4 separate regions of the Mus musculus genome follow, and regions 2, 3 and 4 are each linked to region 1. The links are chromatin contacts, called in public promoter capture Hi-C maps. All regions are on one chromosome and are shown on one strand. Each heading gives the region's core, a stretch centred on a gene start, on an enhancer-like site or on the middle of the called end of the contact. The rest is flanking DNA. Distances are from core to core; before and after follow the strand shown. Region 1 holds the start of Rcn3 (reticulocalbin 3, EF-hand calcium binding domain). Region 2 holds the start of Sult2b1 (sulfotransferase family, cytosolic, 2B, member 1). Region 3 holds the start of Grin2d (glutamate receptor, ionotropic, NMDA2D (epsilon 4)). Region 4 holds the start of Ntn5 (netrin 5).

The links. Promoter capture Hi-C pulls out the DNA fragments that hold promoters and counts their contacts.
Region 2: a promoter capture Hi-C map of pre-B cells shows a contact between it and region 1, with 2.1 times the contacts expected there. The contact joins the promoter of Sult2b1 here to the promoter of Rcn3 in region 1. A contact is called at or near these places in 2 of 39 promoter capture datasets (liver and pre-B cells) and 1 of 115 datasets of contacts at active chromatin or transcription factors (bone marrow-derived macrophages).
Region 3: a promoter capture Hi-C map of liver shows a contact between it and region 1, with 4 times the contacts expected there. The contact joins the promoter of Grin2d here to the promoter of Rcn3 in region 1. A contact is called at or near these places in 2 of 39 promoter capture datasets (frontonasal cranial neural crest and liver) and 1 of 9 other capture datasets (pancreatic islet).
Region 4: a promoter capture Hi-C map of liver shows a contact between it and region 1, with 4 times the contacts expected there. The contact joins the promoter of Ntn5 here to the promoter of Rcn3 in region 1. A contact is called at or near these places in 6 of 39 promoter capture datasets (the C10 cell line, cranial neural crest, liver and 2 more), 1 of 484 Hi-C or Micro-C datasets (muscle stem cells) and 1 of 9 other capture datasets (adipose tissue).

What each region holds. Positions count from the first base shown.
Region 1 is chr7:45,088,154-45,094,065 of GRCm38.p6, reverse strand. It overlaps Rcn3 (reticulocalbin 3, EF-hand calcium binding domain), which reads left to right and starts at 1,853. Exons shown (of 7, transcript NM_026555.2): 1 at 1,853-1,970; 2 at 2,378-2,625; 3 at 5,366-5,568. The coding sequence starts at 2,384. Fcgrt (Fc receptor, IgG, alpha chain transporter) reads left to right here. Exons shown (of 7, transcript NM_010189.3): 6 at 168-284; 7 at 711-1,073. The coding sequence ends at 820.
Region 2 is chr7:45,739,576-45,745,536 of GRCm38.p6, reverse strand. Sult2b1 (sulfotransferase family, cytosolic, 2B, member 1) reads left to right here and starts at 3,059. Exons shown (of 6, transcript NM_001360784.1): 1 at 3,059-3,483. The coding sequence starts at 3,177. It overlaps Gm31597 (a long non-coding RNA gene), which reads right to left and starts at 3,575. Exons shown (of 3, transcript XR_391433.4): 1 at 3,406-3,575; 2 at 472-543.
Region 3 is chr7:45,863,674-45,869,339 of GRCm38.p6, reverse strand. It overlaps Grin2d (glutamate receptor, ionotropic, NMDA2D (epsilon 4)), which reads left to right and starts at 2,659. Exons shown (of 12, transcript NM_008172.2): 1 at 2,659-3,228. The coding sequence starts at 2,773.
Region 4 is chr7:45,681,282-45,687,109 of GRCm38.p6, reverse strand. Ntn5 (netrin 5) reads right to left here and starts at 3,088. Exons shown (of 7, transcript NM_001358870.1): 1 at 2,612-3,088; 2 at 285-929. The coding sequence starts at 2,645. It overlaps Sec1 (secretory blood group 1), which reads left to right. Exons shown (of 4, transcript NM_001271578.1): 2 at 1,755-1,844; 3 at 2,819-2,930. The coding sequence starts at 2,834.

The DNA of each region.
Region 1 (5,912 bases), core at 604-3,103:
AGAGGTGTGTCACCACTGTGTGGCCGGTTCTTATATTCAGTGAGGAAACACATGAGGCCCAGGGCCTTTTCTCCGCATACACCCACCCTCAAATACATGCTTCCGGGGGTCTCCGAGAAATCATCAACTCCTTTCTTCCCTGTCTTCATGATACTTTCTGGCTGCAGATTCATCAGCCAGATCTTCTGTGCCTGTGGTTGGAATCGTTCTTGGTTTATTGCTGGTGGTAGTGGCCATCGCAGGCGGTGTGCTGTTGTGGGGCAGGATGCGCAGCGGTCTGCCAGGTATATGCAGGATGGGGGAGGGGCGGGGCCGTGTGCAGGATTGGGTGGGAGTGGCCTTGTGCAGGATGAGGGAGGGGCGGGGCCGTGTGCAGGATTGGGGTGGGGCGTGGCCGTGTGCAGAATGAGGGAGGGGCGTGGCCGTGTGCAGGATTGGGGAGGGGAGGGAAGGGGCCGTGTGCAGGATTGGGGAGGGGCGTAGCTGTGTGCAGGATTGGGGAAGGGAGGGGCCGTGTGCAGGATTGGGGGTCGTGGCAGGAAGTAGCGACTCAGAAAGAAAGAGGGGAGGCAGAGAGATAATAGAGACAAAAGAGTCCCTGACCACCCTGGGAAAAGAGATGGGAACAGAGACCATAGCGTGACCCTGTCAGGTGTGTTGGGTGGGTGAGACCTTAGATACTTGTGCTGACCTCTGTTCCTCTCTCTCAGCCCCATGGCTTTCTCTCAGCGGCGATGACTCTGGTGACCTGTTGCCTGGTGGGAACTTGCCCCCAGAAGCTGAACCTCAAGGTGCAAATGCCTTTCCAGCCACTTCCTGATGCAGACTCGGGCCCCCTGCCCACTGCAGCCTTTCGGGCTGTGTGACCTCCTGAACTGTCTCCGAGCCTCCTGAGGGAGCCTGGGCCCGATGTCCTCCCATGGATCCCTGCTTTTGTGGCCTGCTTCAGTTTCCCTTCTTAATGTACATGGTTGTTTTCCATCTCCACATAAATTTGGCCCCAAATCTGTGTGTGCATCGTTATTCTCAAGTTTCAAGCAGCTGGAATAAATTGAACGCGTCTGGGAAAGATCATATAGACACCTCTTGATTGCTATCGTGCAGCCTGGCCATTTTATAGACCGAGTTGTGTATGTGATACCTACACTGTACCAGGCATTGCTTCTCTTCTTTTTCTTCCTTCCTTCCTTCCTTCCTTCCTTCCTTCCTTCCTTCCTTCCTTCCTTTCTTTCTTTTCCTTCTTTTCTTTCTTTCTTTCTTTCTTTCTTTCTTTCTTTCTTTCCTTCCTTCTTTCTTTTTTTTTTTTTTTAACATTTATTTATTTTATGTATCTGAGTACACTGCAGCTGTCTTCAGACACACCAGAAGAGGGCATTGGATTCCATTACAGATGGTTAGCCACCATGTGGTTGCTGGGACTTGAACTCTGGTCCTCTGGAAGAACAGTCAGTGCTCTTAATTGCAGAGCCATCTCTCCAGCCGCGCTCCCCCCCCACCCCCCCCTTTTTTTTTTAAAGACAAGGGTCTCTCTACGTCGTCCTGGCTGGCGGCAAACTCATAGAGACAGACTGCTTCTGTCTCCCAAGTGAGCCAACCAAACCCGACCTCCTCTTTTCTGAAACGGATCTAAGAAATGGAAAGAGTTTTTAAAAAATACATTCCCCTTAATCCCCTGGGGCCAGAGACTCTGGAGGTGGTCGTGCAAGTCGGCCCATATGTTTGCTGGGAGTTGTAGTTCAATATCAGCCTTATCGCCCACCACGCCTTCGGGTCTGGAGCTCGGCCTTGTGGACGTGGCAAGGGGGTCGTCATTGGCTCCGCCCCTGAGGCTTTCCTGCGCAGTCATTGGTCAGAGGGCGGCAGCCTCTGGACGGCTGGTGGAGGAGCTTAACTGGAACCTGGCCAGGTTGGGCATCTTTGTGCGAAAGCAGAGCTCAGCGTAGGGAGCTAACTCAGGCCGGGTAACAGAGGTGTGGTGGGGTGATGGTGGGGTGAAGGTGGGGTGGGTGGAAGGGTGGGGGTCGCGGTCCAGCCTGGGGGCAGCACAGAGGAGCCTGCATGATGCTTTCGGCCACCACCATGCCCTGAACTTTGGGTGGGACATGCGCCACGTCTCTAACTGAAATACCCCCTTTCTGCTCTGAGACTCCTCTGAGGCTCGGATTCCACCCCCAGAGGTTGTTTTGCCTTTAAATTCTCTATTCTTTTTGCCGACTTTTCTTGAGCCCAAAACTTTTTGCAGCCTGCGCTTTTATCGGCCCTGCCTTAGGCAGCCTCCTCTACTCCGCCCCCTTCAAAGTTCTCCCACATTATCTCTGGTTCAGACACCCCCCGCCCCCAGTCTTATCCCTGACCGCTGGTCCTCACCTCTCCTCAGGAACCGATGATGTGGCGATGGTCGTTTCTGTTGCTTCTCTTACTGCTGAGGCACTGGGCCCTCGGGAAGCCATCCCCTGATGCAGGACCTCATGGCCAGGATAGGGTCCATCATGGAACCCCCCTGAGCGAGGCCCCCCACGATGACGCCCACGGGAATTTCCAGTACGACCATGAGGCGTTCCTGGGACGAGACGTGGCCAAGGAATTTGACAAACTCAGCCCAGAGGAAAGCCAGGCCCGACTTGGGTAGGAGGATGGCGGGGGAGCGGGGCAGAAGTGGGAGGTGGGGAGAGAGAAGTTAACTGAAAAGACAAAACTGTGGCACTCACCTCCTGGGAGAAGGCGGAGCTAAACCTGAGGCTGTGGGGGACCTGCGTCACCAACCCCTGGGTTCCCCTCTACCTCAGTCCCCCCTATGCCTCTGTCTGGACTTCCCTCTTCTCTCTTCTAAACGGGACGCCGACTCTCGGTAGAGACTGAAGACAAGGGATTTGAGGAAGATGCCAAGGTCAGAGATCAGGTTGACCTGGGATGAGTGATGCCAACTGGACTGGACGGGCTTGCCCCGTTTCTAGGTGACAGATACAGTCAGCATGGGCCCGGGACAAGAAGGCCACTCGTGCAAATATGCTTGATTATTTTCATTGTTATTAGTACTTTGAGATCGAATTTCATTTGTGGAACTAGCTAGTCTGAAATTCACTCTGTAGACGAGACTGGTCCTGAATTCAGAAATCCGTCTGCCTCTGCCTCCCGAGTGCTGAGATTAAAGATCTGCGTCTTTAATGTGATGGCAATTTCTAATTTTAAACTGGGCAAATAGTAGCAGGGCAGAGCTGGAGAGAGAGGAGCCCCAAATTGATCAGCCCATCTAGGGAAGTGGGCAGACTGCACTTGAAAGAGGGGCGGGCCCTGAGATGGTGAGAGGCGGAGCTTCAAGGTTAATAGAGACAGTGGCACTCTAGGATTGGGGTAAAGTTAGAGGCCAGACACCCTGTTCACACTTAAGCTCAAGTCCAGCTAGGGTCTGTGCAGCGCTTAGAGGTCGGGGCTAGAGTAGAGGGTCTTGATTTGTGTCAGGTGCTAATCCAACTAACTCCTCTAGGACTCCTGTAGGGGACAGGCTAGGCTTTTAGATGGGCCTGGTACTAAGATTAATAGATGCAGCTCCCTCAGTTCACCTAGCATTTCTACTCTTTCCTAGCCTGTGCACCCATGTCTCTGAGGGGCGTGGCTAGGGCAAGGGGCGGAGTCAGGGTTGGCAAAGACCTAGGGGTGGGTGAAACCTATCAACGGTAAAGCTTCTCCTGGTCCTGCACTGGCTCACAGTTTTAATCCCAGGACTTGGAAGGCAGAGGCAGGCGGATCTCCGTGAGTTCAGGACCAGTCTGGTCTACAGAGTAAGTTTCAAGCTAACCAGGAGTACATAATGATACCCCCTCTCTCAAACAAAACCCCCCAATAATACGTTGAAATCTACCAAACAGAAAACAGACAGTTCCTCTCCTGGGTTCATTTGGAGTCCCACCCCAGTTTGCTTGCAGACCTTGGGTGACATTTTTCTCCCTTATCTTTCTTTCTTTCTTTTTAAGATTTATTATTATATGTAAGTACACTGTAAGCTGTCTTCAGACCAGAAAAGGGCGTCAGATCTCATTACTGATGGTTGTGAGCCACCATGTGGTTGCTGGGTTTTGAACTCAGGACCCCTGGAAGAGCAGTCAGTGCTCTTAACCTTTGAGCCATCTCTCCAGCCCTCTATCTTTATTTCTCTCTCTCTCTCTCTCTCTCTCTCTCTCTCTCTCTCTCTCTTTTTCTTTTTTGGTTTTTTGAGACAGGGTTTCTCTGTGTAGCCCTGGCTGTCCTGGAATTCACGCTGTAGACCAGGCTGGCCTCGAACTCAGAAATCTGCCTGCCTCTGCCTCCCAAGTGCTGGGATTAAAGGCGTGCACCACCATGCCCAGCTCTTTTTTTGTTTTTGTTTTTCTATCTTTATTTCTAAATAATTGTTTCATTTTATTTAAGTATATGGATATTTGGCCTGCATGACATGTGTGTGCACCACACGCATGCCTGGTGCCATGGATCCCCTGGAACTGGAGTTACAGATAGTCATGGGTGCTGGAGTTGAACCTGGGTACCCTAAAGGAGCACCCAGCGCTTCTAACTACAGAGCTGTTTCTTCAGCTTCCTTATTTTTCTTTTATTATTTTTTTTCTTTTTTGAGACAGTTTATCTAAATAGTCCTTGCTGTCTTGTAGACTAGGTTAATCTTGAACTCACAGAGATCTGCCTGCCTATACATCCCAAGTGCTGAGATTAAAGGTCTACACAACTATGCTCTGCTCTTTATTATTATTATTATTATTATTATTATTATTATTATTATTATCATCATCATCATCTAATTAAAAAAGATTTATTTATATGAGTGTGGGTATTTTTTTTCTTTTTCTAAAGATTTATTATTATATCTAAGTACACTGTAGCTGTCTTCAGACACACCAGAAGAGGGTGTCAGATCTCATTGCAGATGGTTGTGAACCACCATGTGGAAATTGAAGGAACTCAGGACCCCTGGAAGAGTAGTTAGTGCTCTTAACCACTGAGCCCTATCTCCAGCCTTCTTTTTCTTTTTTTGTGTGGGTATTTTTCATGTGTGTCCATTAACCATTAACATGTCTTGTGCCCACAAGGGCCAAAAGAGGATAATGGGTTCCTGCATCTAGAGTTAGAGATGCTTGTGACCTGCCTCGTGGGGCTCATGGGAATCAAACCCAGGTTCCTACAAGAGCAGCCAGGGTTCTTAACCGCTGAGCCATCACCAAGTCCCCATTTTTGTCTTATATAGGTACAAGGGTAACTCTATATATGACAGGGAGGGGCCTAGGTGGGCGGGGTCAGGGTTGAGATTGACTGCGTCTCTAACTGTAGGGGCAGGGCCTCATTGGGCAGAGCCAGAGACTGACATTCATTCCCCTCGCAGGCGGATCGTAGACCGCATGGATCTTGCTGGGGACAGCGACGGCTGGGTGTCCTTAGCTGAGCTCCGCGCGTGGATCGCGCACACACAGCAGCGGCACATCCGTGACTCGGTGAGCGCAGCCTGGCACACCTACGACACGGACCGCGACGGGCGCGTGGGTTGGGAGGAGTTGCGCAATGCCACCTATGGCCATTATGAGCCCGGTATGCCCACCTCGCCTTTGCCCTTTGACCTCGCTTTTAGGATCTTATCCCTGATACCTTCCCTCCATTTCAAATGTCATTTGCTCTTCCTTCTGAAATCCAATCTATGTGACAAGTTGACTGGAGACTTCACATTCGTGGCAGGAATACTTAATGTTTAACCCTGTTATCCAGACCCATATGTGGCACTGGTGTCTTAGCTAGGGTTAATATTGCTATGATGAGACACTGTGACCAAAAGCAAGTGGGAGAGGAAAGGGTTTGCTTGGCTTACGCTTCTACGTCTGCGGTCCATCACTGAAGAATTCCCTATAGCACTGGTTCCCCACCAGTGGGTCACAACC
Region 2 (5,961 bases), core at 1,810-4,309, 650 kb before region 1:
CTGAAGGGAGAGGCCAGGTGGAGGCCAGAGCTGGCCTTAAGGCAGGGATAAGGAGGAGCCTACAGGGGGCTCAAGGGATTCTGGGAGGCTCCAGAGCTACACATTCTGGCTGATGAGGTCCCTACAGTACCCAGAGTTAAAGGCACAGGAAAGGGAGGGGACACAAGTGCTTGAGAGCATTCCTTGACTCTGTTGTTGTGCGTCCATTCATTCATTCACTCATTCATTCATCCCCTCGTTCTTTCATCCACTTGTTCATCTACTCAGCCGTCGCTGTCTCCCTTATTCATTGCCTCATGTCTGACCTTGATTGCCAGCAGCCCTGACTCCCCGCCACTTGGCCTCTCAGGACCTGAGCTGCATTCAGAGATAAAACAAAACAAAACAACAACAAAAACAAAACAAAACAAAACAAAAAAAAACAAAAAACCGGTGGAACAGTGGGCCAGGTGTCCATATTCATTTACTTACTTATCCAGGAACGATTTCAGGGTGCCTACGGGCACAAGATCCTTCCTTGGAAGGTGACTCAGTTTCCCACTCCTGTAATGAGAAAGAAATAGCTCTCTCAAGGAATTGGTGAGATCAAAGACTAAAGCATACCTGGGGCTAACCTTCCTTGGAAGGTGACTCAGTTTCCCACTCCTGTAATGAGAGAGAAATAGCTCTCTCAAGGAATTGGTGAGATCAAAGACTAAAGCATACCTGGGGCTAACCACCGAGTATCTCTTAAAAGCCCAGTACTTAAGATATACAAGCACTTATAATCCTCAGTAGGACTGAAGGCTTGAAGCAGTAATTATTGCTGGCTGCTTGTGACAGGTGAGGAAACGGAGACTCAAGGAGGCAAGGCTCGTTAGACTTTGCCACTGGCAGACCTTCACCAGCTAATCTGCCTGGTAACCATTGACCTCACTGCTCCTGCCTGGTCATCCAAATCTGCCTGGTAACTGGTGATGTCACACATTCCTGGGGTTCAACCTATGGAGGGGTAGGATAACATCACTGAACAAATGTAGTATCTAGAGAATTTACAACTTACAAGGCACACTGAACAGGCTGAACACTGAGCAGGCTGGCCTGAACAGGGCCTTGATAATGCTGGGCCACTGCTGGACAAAATGGTTATTCCTTAGAAATCTCAGATTTATGGGATGTGAGCTTCAAACCAGGATGGATGCTGACCACTTACAGCCAGCCTCCTGCCTTTCTTCTCTGTGGAAATTTAACCAACTTTGATACAATGCTTTCTCCAGGTTAGACAGAGCCCCGAGTGCTTTACAAAATGCTACAAGGTAGCAGGCATTATATCCATCTATACACCAGAAAACCCAAGGCACAGAGAGCATCCCACAGTGAGCGTTCCTAAATGCCTTCTCCTCCATGTGTCTGAGTTTTACCTCAAAACCAAACTCTCGTTGTCAGCATTGTCATTACTGCTGTTCTAGGGCCTAGTGACACACCATACAGCCATGCCCATCCCTCACTGGGGAGTTCTAGGCAGAGGCTCTACCACTGAGCCACGTCGCCTGCCCCTCATTGGGTGTACAGGCTGGTTTTGTGTCAACTTGACACAGGCTGGAGTTATCACAGAAAAAGGAGCTTCAGTTGAGGAAATGCCTCCATGAGATCATGAGATCCAACGGTAAGACATTTTCTCAATTAGTGATCAAGGGGGGGGGGGCTGTGGGTGGTGCCATCTCTGGGCTGGTAGTCTTGGATTCTATAAGAAAGCAAGCTAAGCAAGCCAGGGGAAGCAAGCCAGTAAGTAATATCCCTCCATGGCCTCTGCATCAGCTCCTGCTCCCTGACCTGCTTGAGTTCCAGTCCTGACTTCCTTTAGTGATGAACAGCAATGTAGAAGTGTAAGCTGGAATGGGGATTCTAGGTAGGGGCTCTACCACTACAAACTTTCTTCTTTCTTTCTTTCTTTCTTCTTTTTTTTTTTTTTCGTTTTTCAAGACAGGGTTTCTCAGCCGGGCGTGGTGGCGCACGCCTTTAATCCCAGCACTCGGGAAGCAGAGGCAAGCAGATTTCTGAGTTCGAGGCCAGCCTGGTCTACAGAGTGAGTTCCAGGACAGCCAGGGCTACACAGAGAAACCCTGTCTTTTTTTTTTTTTTTTTCCGAGATAGGGTTTCTCTGTGTAGCCCTGGCTGTCCTGGAACTCACTCTGTAGACCAGGCTGGCCTTAAACTCAGCGATCTCCCTGACTCTGCCTGGGACTTAAAGTGTGCGCCACCACACCCCAGTGTCTTTTCCTTTTTGAGTCCAAATCTCCCTGTACTTTTGGAGTTGGCCTTTAGTTCTCTGTCCTCCTGTCTCAGCCTTTGGGAATGACCAGCGTGATGTGATCCACTGGTCTCACTCACAGAGGTCCCACCAGTCAGAGGAACGAAGCAGATGCGGCATCCAGAAGCCAGGCTGTTCTTAGGAACTTTTAGTGGGTGCGTTTCTTCAAAACAAAGCAATATGCTGTGGTTTCCTTTTCCCTCAAAACATGAAACCAAGGGTTGTAGCGTGGTGGTCGAGTGATAGCCTAATGTGTCAGCATCAAGGCTCAAGCTCCATCAGTACAAAAAAATCAGTAGATAAAATATGTGTCCCACATGAGCCTGGTGGCCCAAATCTGTCATCCTAGCTACTTAGGAGGCTGACACACAAGAATCAAAAGTTCAAGACCAGCCAGAACAGCTTAGTGAGACTCTGTCTCCAACAAATTAATAGAGGGCTGTGGGCGGGGCTCACAGTGCGGGGGGGGGGGGGATGGGGCGGGGCTCCGTAGTGGACCACTTCTTGCACCATTCTGAAAGGTCTAGGTTCAGTCTTCTCTTTGGAAACTCGGTTTCGTGGCTGCGTAAATGCGTCATGGCTTTGGGACAAACAGCTAGATCGTTTTAGCTTCTCGGTGAGTCATCGTGGGTTCTCACATGGGCTCTGCAGCGTGCAGCGTTGGCGGGGGCACCTGCCACCTTTGGCTTGGGTTCCTCGTTCGGAAAATGGCCTGATGACGTGGTGTCGCCCTCCAGGGTTGGGATGTGGAATAGACATAAGGAGAACACTTAGCTCCACTTTGCAGACATGAAGTACCCTTCCTCCTACCAGAAGCGTAGCTTTGGGCGAGTCACTCCCACCCTCCACGCTCAGCTTTCTACACCCATAGTGTGGGGGCGACAGTATGACATCACGGGACTGCTGTGGTGGAGTTGAAGTGGATCTACTCCTCAGGTGGACACACGGGGCTCAGAGAAAGGACACTCCTCACTGGCGTGTGAATGGAGGGCCCTGCGACTCTTGCCCACCTCCTTGGTCTTCTTTACACGTGCCCTTCCCCTCTTTCAGCTGGAATTTTGGAGGTGAATACTTCAGATACAAAGGTATCCCTTTTCCTGTCGGCATGTACTCACCGGAGAGCCTCAGTCTGGCTGAGAACACTAGCAACGTGCGGGACGACGACATCTTCATTGTCACCTACCCCAAATCAGGTACCGGTAGTGCTAGTCTGGGCTGGGGAGGAAGGGAGGAGAGAAGGGAGGAGGAAGGGGAGGAGCCTGCTTTGCAGAACCCGGCAGCTTGTCCTCTGCTAACAGTACCTTCCTTTGCACTGCGCACTAAGTCCCTGCTCCAGGGAGACTCTGAAGGCCTAGCTAATGTCCCCTCCCCTCTAGGGCTGCCACAGTGTCCCCAATCCTTCCCTGTCTCCCAAGCCTTCACAGCACTGAGTGCCACCAGCCGCGCATGGTTTGCTGGGTAATTTGTTCATTTTTGTTGAGAAAGGTTTTCATGTAGCCCAGGCTGGCCTTGAACCTCAGCTGGTCCTGCTGTCTCAGTGTCTCGGGTTCTGGAATGGCAGGTGTGTGCTGCTGGGCACAGTGTCACTGGGTAAACCTCTGCTTATCCACTGGAAGGTTAATCTGGCTCTCTCTGAGCGCTCTGTCTGCCCTGGCTGTTGCTTGTTCTCGGAACCGCGCGTGTCTGTGGAGGAGGTTCCTCATTTCGTGTGAATTCGCATGCAGACTACTCCACAGTCTTCACAGAGAAGGAAAGCCACTGCGCATTCTGCTTCTCTCTTTGTCGCTGTAATAGACCACCTGACCAAAAGCAACCGAAGGAAGACAGGCCCTGTGTGGCTTACACTTCCAGGCCCCAGCCTTATCACAGAGAAGCAACGCAATCAGGAACAGAAGCAGAAATCACACAGGATCCTGCTGTGACTGCCTGGCTCCTTAGAGCTTGCTCAGCTAACTCTATAAACCCCAGGCCCCTGCCCAGGAGGGGCACTGCCCTGAGTGGGCTAGGACCTTCTCTATCAATTAGCTATCAAGAGTGTGCCCCCGGGCAGCATATGTCTTTAATCTCAGCACTAAGAGGGCAGGGGCAGGTGAGTTCGAGGCCAGCCAGGGCTACATGGGGAGACAAATAGTAAATAAACAAAAAACATATTTAAACAAATAAACAATGATAAAAGAAGACAATCTATCACAAACATGTCCTCAGACCAATGGAGTCAACCCCCCAGCTCAGCTGAGATCTGGGTAATTCTGGGCTGTGCTGGCAGCTGAGGCGAACTAGGAGGGCTGGCTACATGGTGCACATCTGTAATCCCAGCATGTTGGAGGGGAAAGTAAGAGGGTCGGAGTTAAAGGTCATCCTCAGGTACAGACTGGGTTCGAGGCCAGCCTGGTCTACAGAGTGAGTTCCAGGACAGCCAGGGCTACACAGAGAAACCCTGTCTCAGAAAACCAAAATCAAGAAAAAATAAAATAACAAACAAACCAACCCAAAAAAGCCCTAACTCACCCCACCGAGTACAAGTATGAACCTTATAGATATCATGCTAAAAAAAATGGAGCCAGACACAAAAGGAATTACATGGGGCCCTTAAAATAGCCATGCTTGGTGGGGGAGGGGGGGAGCAGCTAGGGCGGTAACAGGAGTGAGATGGGGGCAGGGTGGGTGGGGCAGGGCCTACCTAAGGTGAGAAATGAGAGCATTTTTTTGTTTTGTTTTGTTTTTTTGTTTTTTGTTTTTTCAAGACAGGGTTTCTCTGTGTAGCCCTGGCTGTCCTGAAACTCACTCTGTAGACCAGGCCGGCCTGGAACTCAGAAATCCACCTGCCTCTGACTCCCAAGTGCTGGGATTAAAGGCATGCGCCACCACTGCCTGGCGAGGGCATTTGTTTAAGGATTGCAGTTTCTGTTGGAAAAAGGACAAGTTTGTTTTGTTTTGTTTTTTTGTTTTGTTTTTTTTTTGGGGGGGGGGTGTCAAGACAGGCGTGACTATTGCAAAACAACATGGTTGTCTTTAAATGTTGCCAACTCAACCTGGAACTTAAAATAGTCACAATGATGAGGTCCCCAGTATAGGGTTTCAAGAGCATAGAGAGGCAGCCGGCACAGGAGTGACCCCACCCTCTGCAGGGAAAATCACACACGCACACACGCGCACACACACACACACACACACACACACACACACACACACACACGCAGCCATGGATTGCGGGGCGGGACTTCCTTGCTCCTGTCTCCAGATTCAGCTTCACTGAAGAGGTCCTGAGACGTCCTGGTGGAGGGCTCTTGTCATTGTATATCCCCTAAAAGGCTCACAGATCAGGCTGGCGAGATGGCTAAGCGGGTAAGAGCCCTGACTGCTCTTCTGAAGGTCCTGAGTTCAAATCCCAGCAACCACAAGGTGGCTCACAACCACCTGTAATGAGATCTGACACTCTCTTCTGGTGTGTCTGAAGACAGCTACAGTGTACTTACATACAATAATAAATAAATCTTTGGGCCTGAGCGAGCAGGGTCCTGAATTCAATTCCCAACAACCACACGAAGGCTCACAACCATCTGTACAGTGTACTCATATACATAAAATAAATAAATCTTAAAAAAAAAAAGGGCTCACAGATCGCTAGTCGCATGTCGCAGCTAAGAACAGTGTAGGGCAATTATATTCCT
Region 3 (5,666 bases), core at 1,410-3,909, 770 kb before region 1:
CCCCTCCCACCTCAGAGCTATGAGTCTGCTATTAATACCCCTGCCAAGGACCTTGAGGGCGTCCAGTGACCGGCACCCAGCCCCAAGCAGCCACCCCTTCCTCAAGGTTCTGGAATGCCCTTCCAGGATAGGGATGGGTGTGTGTGTGTGTGTGTGTGTGTGTGTGTGTGTGTGTGTGTGTGTGTATCTGTGTGTGTGTCTGTGTGTGTGAAGTGGGGGGAATAGGAAGCTCTCTGCAGCACAATGAGGGGGAGCTGTTGATCAAAGCTTCTCCCCATGATGGATTAGGGGGCAATAAAGACACAGAGAGCCCCTACCTCCTTACACCATAGACAAGATATGAGGGAAACAACTGGAAAGGCCAGAGCTAGTGAGCTGGAAGGATGTTGGGACTGATGGGGTCTGAGGCAAAAGGGGGGGGGGCTCCTTAAAGGAGAACAAGACAGGAACCAAGACTCCCCGGTGTTGGGACAGGATGAGGCCAGGATGCCCAGGCCCTGAGAAAAAGATGAGTGGACTGCAGAGCTGGGTGAGGTGGGGTACCTGCCAGGCCAAGTTCAGTCAGGAATTTCGGGAGGGTGAGCACTCCTGACGGAGCAGGCTCGGGGTGCTTCTGAGGCCCCTGTAGGATGGAAACAGAGGCTAAACTCATAAGGTGGAGGTCGGAATGGACTTTGCCAGCTCTGATGTGAGATCTGGGGACTTTGCTTCCTGAGGACTGATAACGGGGTACAAGCGCTGGGTAGAAACATTGCCCTCAAGAACCCTGTATGTGAAAACACTGCCTCCCGACAGGGGTGGGGCTGAGGCTGTCCTCCTAGGCCTCACAGTGACAAGGACCTTGGACCCCCAAAAAAGCAGAGGCTAGGGTCTGAGAAGTGGAGGAGGGGGCTGATGGCTGAGCAGCCACCAGGAAGGGAGAGAACCAGTATTAACCCCGCGGGGGCCAGGCCACAGCTGTGCGTTATTTTGGGGAGAAAGGGGGGCTATTCTGAGCAGGGACTGAGCCAGCTGCTTGGGAAGGAAAGGCAATGAAGAGGGGGGACAGGAGGAGGTATGGCCTGCAGGAGGGGGCACCCCCTTCCCTGGGGAGACAAGTGCCCAGGACCTCCAGAAAGGTGGAGTAATGATTTGGAAGATAAGGGTTCCAGCCAGGGTAGGGGGTGTGTGCCTTTGCCCCAACCCTTGCTGTCTAGAGTGGACCGGCCTGTGCTACCATGGCAACCAGACAGGAGACTGACGGCCAAGAGAGAACCCTTCTGTATCTGGACCCTGGCCCATTCAGGAAGCCCCCAGTGCAGGTCCTTGGAGCTTTATGTGAGCAGAGATCAGGCCCCCAGGGCTCCTCCTCAAACCTAGTACCCAGAAGCCTGGGATCCTGGCCCACCCACCCCAGGCAACTAGTATTCAACAGGGGCCACTGGAGGCAACACTCTTCTTCCTTTAATTTACTAAATTGCTCTGGGCTGGAAGCCAGGGACAACCCCCCCCCCCAGCTCCCCACAGCTGTGCCCCCAACCCCAAGACTGGCCTGTGACTCAGTTTCATCAAGAATGAAAACGAGGGGGGCAGGGACAGGAGGAGGGGCTAAGAATGGCTTAGGGTGGTGGGCATTGTCTCTCCTTGGATACCCAACTAATTTCTCCTTCTCTCTCCCCCATACACCTGACCCCTTTTCCTCTCCCGTTTCCCCCTTACTTTCGCCCTTTTCTTTCCATTTCCTCTGCCACCTGCCTCTGCCTTGCTTTTATGTGTGCTGGGCACCTCCCGGGTGGGGGTCTGGGGCTTCGCCTTGCCTTGCTATTTCTGTCTTCTCTGTATTCCATTCGCTCTGCTTGCCTCTCTCCATCTCCACTCCTTCTTCCTGAGGTTGGTGTGTGCCTGACTCTGGGTGACTGTGGGTCTCTGCTTTGCTTTCTATTCCCCGCAACTTTCTCATCTCTCCGCCTCCCTGTATTTCTCTCTGCATCTCTCCTTGCCTCACTACCATCCTCTGCCGTGCTCCCTCTCCTGTGCTCCCTCTCCTGGGTCTGTGTCCCCGTGAGCCTGGCCTTTCATCTCTCTTCACTCTTTCCCCTCTCCTTGACCATCTCTCTCGCTGTCCCCCTCTCCTTTGCTCTCACTGGCGTTCTTTTCCTGGTCTTTGTCCCATCTCTGGGTCTCTTTCCCATCTGTTCGATCACTGCCCCTTCCATGCCTGCCTTCTCCCCCCACCTCTTACCTCTGCATCTTCCCTGACCCCATTACTCACCCCCTCCCGCCTTTGTGCCTCCTGGTTCCCACATTTCATTCCTTCATCTCACCCCCCCACCCCTCCCTCTATTTGGGTTCCATCTTTCCCTTCCACTCCCTCCATTGCCTTTCCCGCTGTCTCTTCTTGTCTCTGGTCTCTGTATGTCTCTTTCCTGCCTCTTTCCCTCTCTGTCTCTCCATTTCTTCCCGTCTCCCTCTCTTCATTTGTCTCCCTCTATGCTTCTGCCGCCGCGCCTTCTCTCACCCAACTTTCCCCTCTCATCCTGACTCTGCATCTCCCTCACTATCTGGGTCTCACTGTCTCTGTCGCCTTCCCTATCTCTGTTTCTCGATCTCTGTCTCCTCCTTCTGTCTCGTTCTCCCTTATCTCTGTCCCTCATCTCTGTTTCCCTCCGTGTCGGCCCCTCCCTCTCTCCATCACCCAACCTTCCCCTCTCGCCCCGTCTCTCCCGTGTCTCCCCTCGGGCTCTGCCCTCGCCTCCCGTCCACGCAGAGGCCGCCCGGCGGGGCCCGCAGGCGATGCGCGGCGCCGGTGGCCCCCGCGGCCCTCGGGGCCCCGCTAAGATGCTGTTGCTGCTGGCGCTGGCGTGCGCCAGCCCGTTCCCGGAGGAGGTGCCGGGGCCGGGCGCGGCCGGCGGGGGCACGGGCGGGGCGCGGCCGCTCAACGTGGCGCTGGTCTTCTCTGGCCCGGCGTACGCGGCCGAGGCGGCGCGCTTGGGCCCGGCCGTGGCGGCGGCAGTGCGCAGCCCGGGCCTGGACGTACGGCCCGTGGCGCTGGTGCTCAACGGCTCCGACCCTCGCAGCCTTGTGCTGCAGCTCTGCGACCTGCTGTCGGGGCTGCGCGTGCACGGCGTGGTGTTCGAGGACGACTCGCGCGCGCCCGCCGTCGCGCCCATTCTCGACTTCCTGTCGGCGCAGACCTCGCTGCCCATCGTGGCCGTGCACGGCGGCGCCGCGCTCGTACTCACACCCAAGGTGCGCGCGACCGCGGGGGACGGGCCGCCTCGGGGGCGGGGCCTTGCGGCTCGGGGGCGGGGCCTTGCGGCTCGGGGTCTTGGATCGGACGTAGTTTTGATTGACTTGAGGCGGGAGGTTCGTCGAGGGGCAGTGCCTGCGTAGGCTGAAGGGAAAGACCTTTGAGAGGCGGGACCTATGATAACTTGGGGGGCGGGTTGTATTAAGATGGGGGGGGGGGGTTGTAAGGACGGAGACAGTAACTAGGGGGTGGAGCCGTCCGTTGGTCAGTTTCCATGTTGGTGGTTAAAAGTCAAGTCTATACAGTGAGGAGTCTGATTTGAAGAGATGTGCTCTATGGGGTTCACAGCACCTTTCAGGGGTCACCTACAAGGGTCAGATCAATAATCAGGAAAGAGGTGGGTTACAATGAGGATTGAGGAAAAGCCAATGGCAGAAGAGATAGATTTAATGAGTGACGACAAGGTCAGAAACTAGAGTTATGGCTCTTGGACCAATGAGGGGAAGAGTCAGTTGGAAAGGGATGGGGTTCAGAAAGAGATGGAGTCTAGTGTCCAGGAAGGCAGAGATGGGAACCATAGGATAAGAGAACTAGGTGCTGAAGGAGGGCATGGTGGGAGGCTTAGCTGGAGGCTTGGAGCCTAGAGGTGTAGGAATGAGAGCAGAGCCATGCATTCTGAGAGTTGGACTGATGAGAAGCAGGCCAAGCCCAAGGACCCTGCTAGTGCTCAAGGATGGAGGGATCCAGTGGAGAAGGCCGAGGGTAGACCCACTCCAATGGATGTAATAAAAGGACTTTGCTGAGAGAGGAGGAAGTAGGCCCTTGAAGTGGGGTTTGAGAATGAGCTTGTCAAACTGTAAAGGTACGGAAATGAGGATTTTGAACCCAGAGAAAACCAGAAACCTGAAGTGGAGTCAGGAGAGACTGGTCCTGGTAGTAGCCTGGAAAGAGACCTGCCCCCAAAGGCCTGGGTGGGGACAGTGGGTTGTGGTAGGCCTTTGGTACCAAAGAAGAGACATGGACTACCCTAATTTGCAGATGAAGCCTGAGAAAGGGGTGTACTAGATGTGGAGCAAGTGAAACCTAGAAGTGGGGTTGGCTGAAGGATGGGGCCGCCTGGGTGGATGGAACCTAAACCAACCAGTTGCCGGCTAGGAAGGCCTGTGACCTTGTTCCCAGAGCACCATTGCATCCGAGGGCCCTCAGGTCTGCCCAAAACATTCTGGGAAAGACCTCTATCCGGCTTCTTTGTTCTTGGCTAGATTTGTAGGCAGATATGTAGGCCTGGCTGCTCCCTCCATAGAACACTGGTGTACACAGTCCCTTGTGCTTCCATTGTTGGTGACTGTGCCCCACTGAAAATTGCTATCCACTTTGTATGTAGCCTGTCACCTTCAGGGACATATATAGTTCACTGCCCTGGGGGAGGGGGGGAAGTGTTATCGTTGCTGCTCCAGCTGTGCTAAATGAGTGCCAAGACCTAGTCTGTTCATAGCCATCCCCTCTGAGGGGTGAGGTCGTCTGTGAGTCTCCAATGCATGCTGGGAAGGCCCCTCTTTTCAGGACAGCTGTCTTGTACCCAGCACTAAACCACTGGCATGTGCCAAAGGAGAAATTCTGATTGCTGTTTGCATGTAGGTGCAGGAAGGCGTGTGAGGCCTGGGGCCTGTTTAGTTAGGTTCGGGATTATAAAACTGAGTTGGGGGGGGGGGGGCAGCGCTCACTTGTACTCTAATGAGGGAGACAAACTAAGTAAGCAACAGATAGTGAAATCTGCCCGAAGGGAAAGCAGGAACGGCTGAGGCTAAGGCTGCAATAGATGGGAATCAAGAGAGGGCTCCAGAGGAGGTGGTATCTGCATGGGCCCTGAAGGATGATAAGGGGTAGCTAGGCATGGAGGAACTGGGGACTGTGTCCCCAGGAGGGACAACTGCTGAGGGCAAAGCTTAGAAGAAACATTCTGTGTGAAAAGAGAACAAGGCAGAGCTGGGGAGGCAGCTGAGCTCAGACGGGCACGGAGGCTTGGTTCATGCAGGGCCCTGGGCTCAGGTTTTGATTCTAAAGTAGAATTTATTGGAAGGTTTTCAGTTGAGAAGAGATGTGTTCCTGTTAATATTCTGAAATGATCCCTTCGGTTGCTGTTTGGAGAACAAACTAAAAGACATGAGCAGGGATGAAAAGAGTGCCAGAGAGCTGCAGTTGTCTAGGCTAGAGCAACGGTGATGGCAAGGGCAGAGACTGGGGGTGCAGACGGGGCCAGCAGGTTAGAGCACACAGCCGGGAGGTGTTGAAGGTGGCTCGCATGTAAGTACCAGGGAAACAGAAAAGGATGAAGCTGGGGCTGTACATTTGCCGCTATAGTGCTTGTCCAGGATGAATGAGGTCCTGGGTCCCGTCCCATGTAAAGTGGGTGTAGCGGTGCGTACCTGTAAGGCCA
Region 4 (5,828 bases), core at 1,839-4,338, 590 kb before region 1:
GTGCGCCTACTGGTTACATCTGGTGGGTGGAGTCCCTGACAGAGGGTTTCCTGTGTGTGTGTGTGTGTGTGTGTGTGTTTCTCTGTGTGTCTGTGTGTCTGACATGCTTGGCAAACAAGGAAAGAGAACCGGACCACAGCACACTGTGAGAGCAAGGGAGGAAAAGCATTTCTGAAGGGAAGAGAACAGTTTGCATGCTTTGGAACAAGGGGTCAATGTATGTTGGCATGCTGTCCCAGGGGGCCAAGTAGTGTCAAGGATTGGGGGCAAGACCCATGACTTACGCAAGCACGGGTGAGGGTGCTGGGGTGTGGCAGGTCGCCAGGGCCAGTCTCGATGGGATGGGCGACAGCTCTCACACCCTGGGCCAGTGGTGTGGTGGCGGCAGCGGCAGCGTGGGGGCTGGGCCCGAGTGGCACAGCGGGCAGCGTGGCCGTGGCACTGGCAGCGGCCTCTTACTCCAGTGGTCACCAGCCCTGCTTTTCCCCCGAACTCCACACGGAGGTAGCTGGCCACTATCCTGGTCTTGGGGCCTGGGGGGGAGTGAAAGGTTACCTTCTTGGGGCCCCCCAGAGCCCCAGGCCAGGCAGGCCTACGCCATAGTGGCCTCCAGGGCCCCCCAGTGGCCCAGGCAGCAGAAAGAACCAGGGCTGGAGGTCCCGCTGTGCAGAAACGCAGGGTCACAGATGTCAAGAGGAAGGAGCCGTCCAGGTCCAGGGTCAGACTACTGTTGCAGGCAGGGCCAGGGCTGGCTGCAGGAAGAGCACAGGTCTGAGAGCAGGGGGCTGCTGCCTTGCCAACCAACTGGGTCACTGGTGGGAGGCAAAAGCGAGGGCGCCCTCCTGGATCATAGCATGGGTCTGAGGTGGCCTGGCTAAGGAGGAGCAAGAGGCTGAGGGTAATGGGCGTGGTCACAGTAGAGCCGGCACCTGTAGACAGAGGTGGCAGATGGGGTCAGTTGGTGTCCACCCTGCTGAGGATTCCTGCAGACCCTGCATTCCTCCTGGTCCTGCCTGAGCCCCCTCCCCAGCTGCCTCGAAGCGAGGAAAATAGTTCCATCTGGGGAGAATTACTGTTTACATAACCCACAGGGAAAGAACGCAAGCAAAATTGAGAATTTTGCCTGAACTAATCCAGAGCTTAACACCCCAAAGTTATCCATCAGTGTCGAGGGGTAGAGGCCCTGGGGAGAGGGTGAGGGGAGATGAGGAGCCAGCAGGACCGACAGATGTGAAAACCTAGGAGAGCGAGTCACGGAAGAGATGGAGGAGCCTGGCCGAGAGAGGAAGCCCACAGAGAAGAGATGGAAGAGCCTGGCCGAGAGAGGAAGCCCACAGAGAAGAGATGGAGGAGCCTGGCCGAGAGAGGAAGCCCACAGAGAAGAGGAGCAGAGTCCAGCACAGACCCGGGGAAAGCCGGAGGCTAGACAGGGCAGGGCAGAGGACCGGGTGTCCGGCTGGGTAGTTGGATGGCATGAAGCTAGAGGCTCTGGGGCTGGGAGGGAAGAGCAGGTAGGCTCAGAGACAGGCATGAAAGCCCAGGGGAGGCTCGAGAGGGAGAGGAGAGCTACTACTGCCTGGCAGAAAATCAGAAGAAGAGGCCTTGGCCCACGTGGGTCAGAGTGGAAGCCTTTCCCACATGGGGTTCTAACCTTGTTCTCCACACCCAGGGCACGGAAGGCGGATTATTGCCAAAAAACCCTGGCCTCTCTGCCACCCACTCCAGCCCTCCACCCTTAACCCTTTCCCCTCCAGGTGTGTAGCCAGAGAAGAGTGCTGAGGGAAGGTGGTGCTGAAGGAGCTGGAAACCAACAAAGCCTTGGAGTTAGAGAGCAGACCCCTCAGGTACTGGGAAGGCAGAGCCTGGCCTTCCTTTAGGGCTCAGGGTGTTGGGGCCCTGCACTTACTTTTCTGGGACTTGCTGGGAGGTGGCCCCACTTGCTACCCCAAATCTCAGACCTGGACCCAAATCCCTCCACACTCCACAAGCACTCAGCCCCCGAGCAGATGGGGGCCAGTGCTGGGGGTAGATGATATGGGAGGAAAAAAAGCAGGAGGTGGCATAAGGTGTGTGCCCGATGCCAAGGCACTTAGAAACCAGAAATCCAGAGCCTAAGGAGTGCTAGGAGCCAGAGGACTAAGGCTTTCAGCTTCCCCCACATAGGACTGGGGATCTTGGGACTTTCCTGAGCCCCCTGCATGTACCCTTACCTCCAGACATCAGAGCCCTGTGCTCCACTGACATTTCCCAGGCAGGGTGCCTCCCTTGCCCAGTCCATAGACTCCCTGCCCCCGGGAGTCTGAGCCATTATGCACCCATAGCCTCCCCCACCCCAGCCCCTCATGTAAACACGTTTCTTGCTAGGTAATTTCAAGGTCCCACCTTCCGGCTCTCAACACCGTGAAGTACCAGGCTGTGAGTTCTCTGTGTTCTTGGGGTTAGGCAGAAACTAGCCCTTGCCCGTTTGGGCCTACAGCATTCCTACCTCTCAGTGGCAGGCCCATCCAAATTCCCTGGGCCAGTGGGATCCATAAGGGACTCTGCCTGCCTGCCCCTCTTCAGCATGCACCTCCTACCTGGCTATTAGGGCCCAGCCATTGGTCAAACCTGCCTGGAGAAGAAAAGAGTGTCCTGTAGTCGGTCATCCCCACACTCTTCTGTAGGAGAAGCACTTGGAGGGCTCTCGGGAGGAGTGAGAGTGGCTGTTCTCAGGCCCAGGCTAGTGGGGGTTCTGGGCGGGAGCTGAAAGCAGAGCCCGCAGAATCCAACACTACCGCCCACCCAAACCCTAGCCAACAGCAGCCACGCTTTCCCACAGGGACCCTTGCCAGCCATGCCACCCGAGACTGCGTGGGACAGGAGCACTGTCGCCCCCAGCAGGCTTGAAGCTTGGTGGCCCCAAACAAGCCGGCCTAGAAGGATCCAAGCAGGTAGGGGTATGACTACAGCTTGGGGTTCTGGGATTGGGGTCCTGGCCTGTTCCCACTTGCCCCAGCACCTCTGGAGTTTAGCTTGCCAGCCCCTGCTTTTGGCCGACCCCAAGCCAGCCAGCCCCTCCCCATCCTGCATCCTCCTGCCCCAAGTGCGTTAACTCGGTGTTAAGGTCAGTTGCTTTCAAGCTCTAAAATTCCCAGCCTCAGATCAGCTGTAGGGGAAACCAGAGGCCAGTGCTACCTGCAAGGAGGGCAGCGGAGAAGACTTTCAGCCTGGCTGAACTTGGGGAGGAAAAGAAGGTAGCAAAAGCCAAAGGCAGCTCCCCCCTCCCCCCAGCCACTGGTGGATAAAGGCCCCAGGGCTTTTAGCCTGAAACACTTCCACAACTTGTTGTGTCTGAACATTTGAGTGTTGTGGTTTCTCTCTGAGCAAGATGAGAATATGTGTGGTTTGTTCCTGAGCACCCACCCCATTCATAGCTACTGTCTTGCCAGTGTGCAGAACTGGCCCAGGACAAGACTCAGGGACCTGGTGCCCTGGGAGTAAGAGATCCCTCTGTACTGCCGGGTGACCCTTGAGGCTGGGATCTTAGAGGAGCAGGGACAAGGACAAATGAGAGCTACAAGACCCACAGATGCAGGAGGACTAAGCTTTAAGAGAAGGCTCAGGCCAACGGATCCCACATCTGAGACCCATGTCCCCAGCAAGGGCTGTGTGAGCCATAGGGTGACACGTGGGACTTGTGGGTCCAGCAAGTCCTCCCCGGTTTGCCCCAGCCTTGGCACTGTCAGGCCACCTTCTAGACAGAAAGACGGGAAGCTGGTCTGTTCTGTAGACAATTGCGAATGGCTCGCTGTGGAGCAGGACAGATGGCTGTCAGACATCCAGAGAAGGTCTGGGTCTGCTGCAGGATCCTGCCTGCCTAGCGTGGTAAGTCCCTACGCTGTCTCCAGAGGGAGTTCTCCTCCTCACTTTGCTCTGGGTGCCTGAGCTGGCTGGGGGACCCCCAGAAAGCATCAGCTGTGGGGAAGCCAAGCCCACCCAGGAAGTGGCTGGTCCTTAATTCAGAGGTGCTATGGAGCTCCCCAAGTATCGAGACCCTAACCCTCACAGGGTCAAGCCTCGGGAGAGCTCAGGCCTGTTTGCTCTCCACAGTAGAGGGTCTCTGTCTGCAGCCTCAGGCAAAGGAGGTGGGTAGCACAGCCTCTCCACTGAGTCTTCCAGGCCTTGCTGTGGAACAGCCTCCAGAGGGCGCTCTCGGCATAGCCGGATGAAGGCTGGGCGTCACCTCAAGATGGCAGCAACAGAGCACTTCCCAAAGCTGCTGCCTTTACCAGGAAGTGTTCCGAGATCCACTCCCTCTCCCAAAGCCATCTTGAGCCCTTTCTCTTCTCTGCCCAGGTTCTCTGGCCCAGCTCTGCTCCCTGGTGCTCTGGCTGGGCTGGGCGATCCACTTCGAGTTGGCTAGAGAGCCAGGAGAAAGAAAATGACTGCAATGAGAAAAGAAGGAGCTGGGGTGGGGGAGGATGGGTTTGCTTTGCGGGCAAGTGAGGCAGTGTAGTGCTGGCGAGCATTGTATTTCTGTGAGACTTGGTGTGTGTGCTGTGCTGTGTCCTGTGGTCAGAGCTGCCTGACCTTTCTGGGAACCCAAGTTAAACTCCAAGAATGTTCTGACTTCCAGAAATGGTTAATAATAAAGTAAGGCCCTGGGATACAGGAGCTGAGGGGGCCTGCCTAATACTGAGGCTTGGACAGAGAATAAGCAGGAGAGAGCAGATATCAGTATGGTGCAGCAGACACCTGAAGACTTTGTGGGGCCCTGAGAGAGCTGGAGTCTGGATACATAAAGAGAGGAAGCGGTTGTTTGCCTTATCCTTAGGGTGGTGCGTTAGTCTTTTTTCTGCTGCTGTGATAAACATCAGGACCAAAAGCAACCTAGGGAGGAAAGGGTTTGTTTCAGTCTGAAGTTTACAGTCCATCATAAATGGAAGTCAGAACAGGAGTTCACGGCAGGAATTTGGAGGCAGGGACTGAAGCGAAGACCATGGAGCAGTGCTGTTTAGTGGTTTGCTGTCTGTGGTTTGCTCTTCTATAACCTAGGGTCACCTGCCCAGAGGTGACACTGCCCATGGTGAGGTTGGACCTCCCATAATAATTAATCAGGAAAATGCCCCCATAACTCCCCTACAGGCTATCTGATGAAGGTGTTTTCTCAGTCAGAAAGGTCCCTGGTAACTTATGTCATGTTGATGAGAAAAGCTACCCAGCATAGATGAGTTGTGCATATCAGAGTCCACACAAGCCCAGCAGTGCCAAGGCAGAGCCTGCAGGTTAAAACCGTGGTCTCCTCAGTGAGGGCCCACACTGCATGGTGCCCACCACAGCCAGTCAGTAGCAAAGGAAAGCAGATGGAGAAATGGGACTCTAACACCTGCTGCTGCTTCCTGAAACCAGCCACATTTGACCCAGCAGTGCCACCCCAGAGAGGTGCTCAAGGGAACCAAAAAGCATCCACATCGTGAGCTATGACAGCATTGTCCATCACAGGCAGGAAATGAAGGTAACCCATACAAACTCACATAGTGACAGGCCAAGGACAAGCAGGAGTCGCCAGGCCGGATGATGTACCCTTCCACATACTAACTACGTGGCTCAGCAAGTCACGGAGACAAGACCAGCTTAGCTAAGTAAGGTAGCAGAGGGGACACAGCCAGGGCTGTGGACAAACAGTCTTTGGGATGAAGCAGGTATTAGTCAGCTCTGAGCACACCAGAGGCCACACTAGTGGAACTAGGAGAACACTGACACGGGTGGATTCTTAGATATGCAAATTCTATTCCAGTGAAGTGATTACCAGGAAACAGGTTGAACACAGACCTACACGTAAAGGCCAA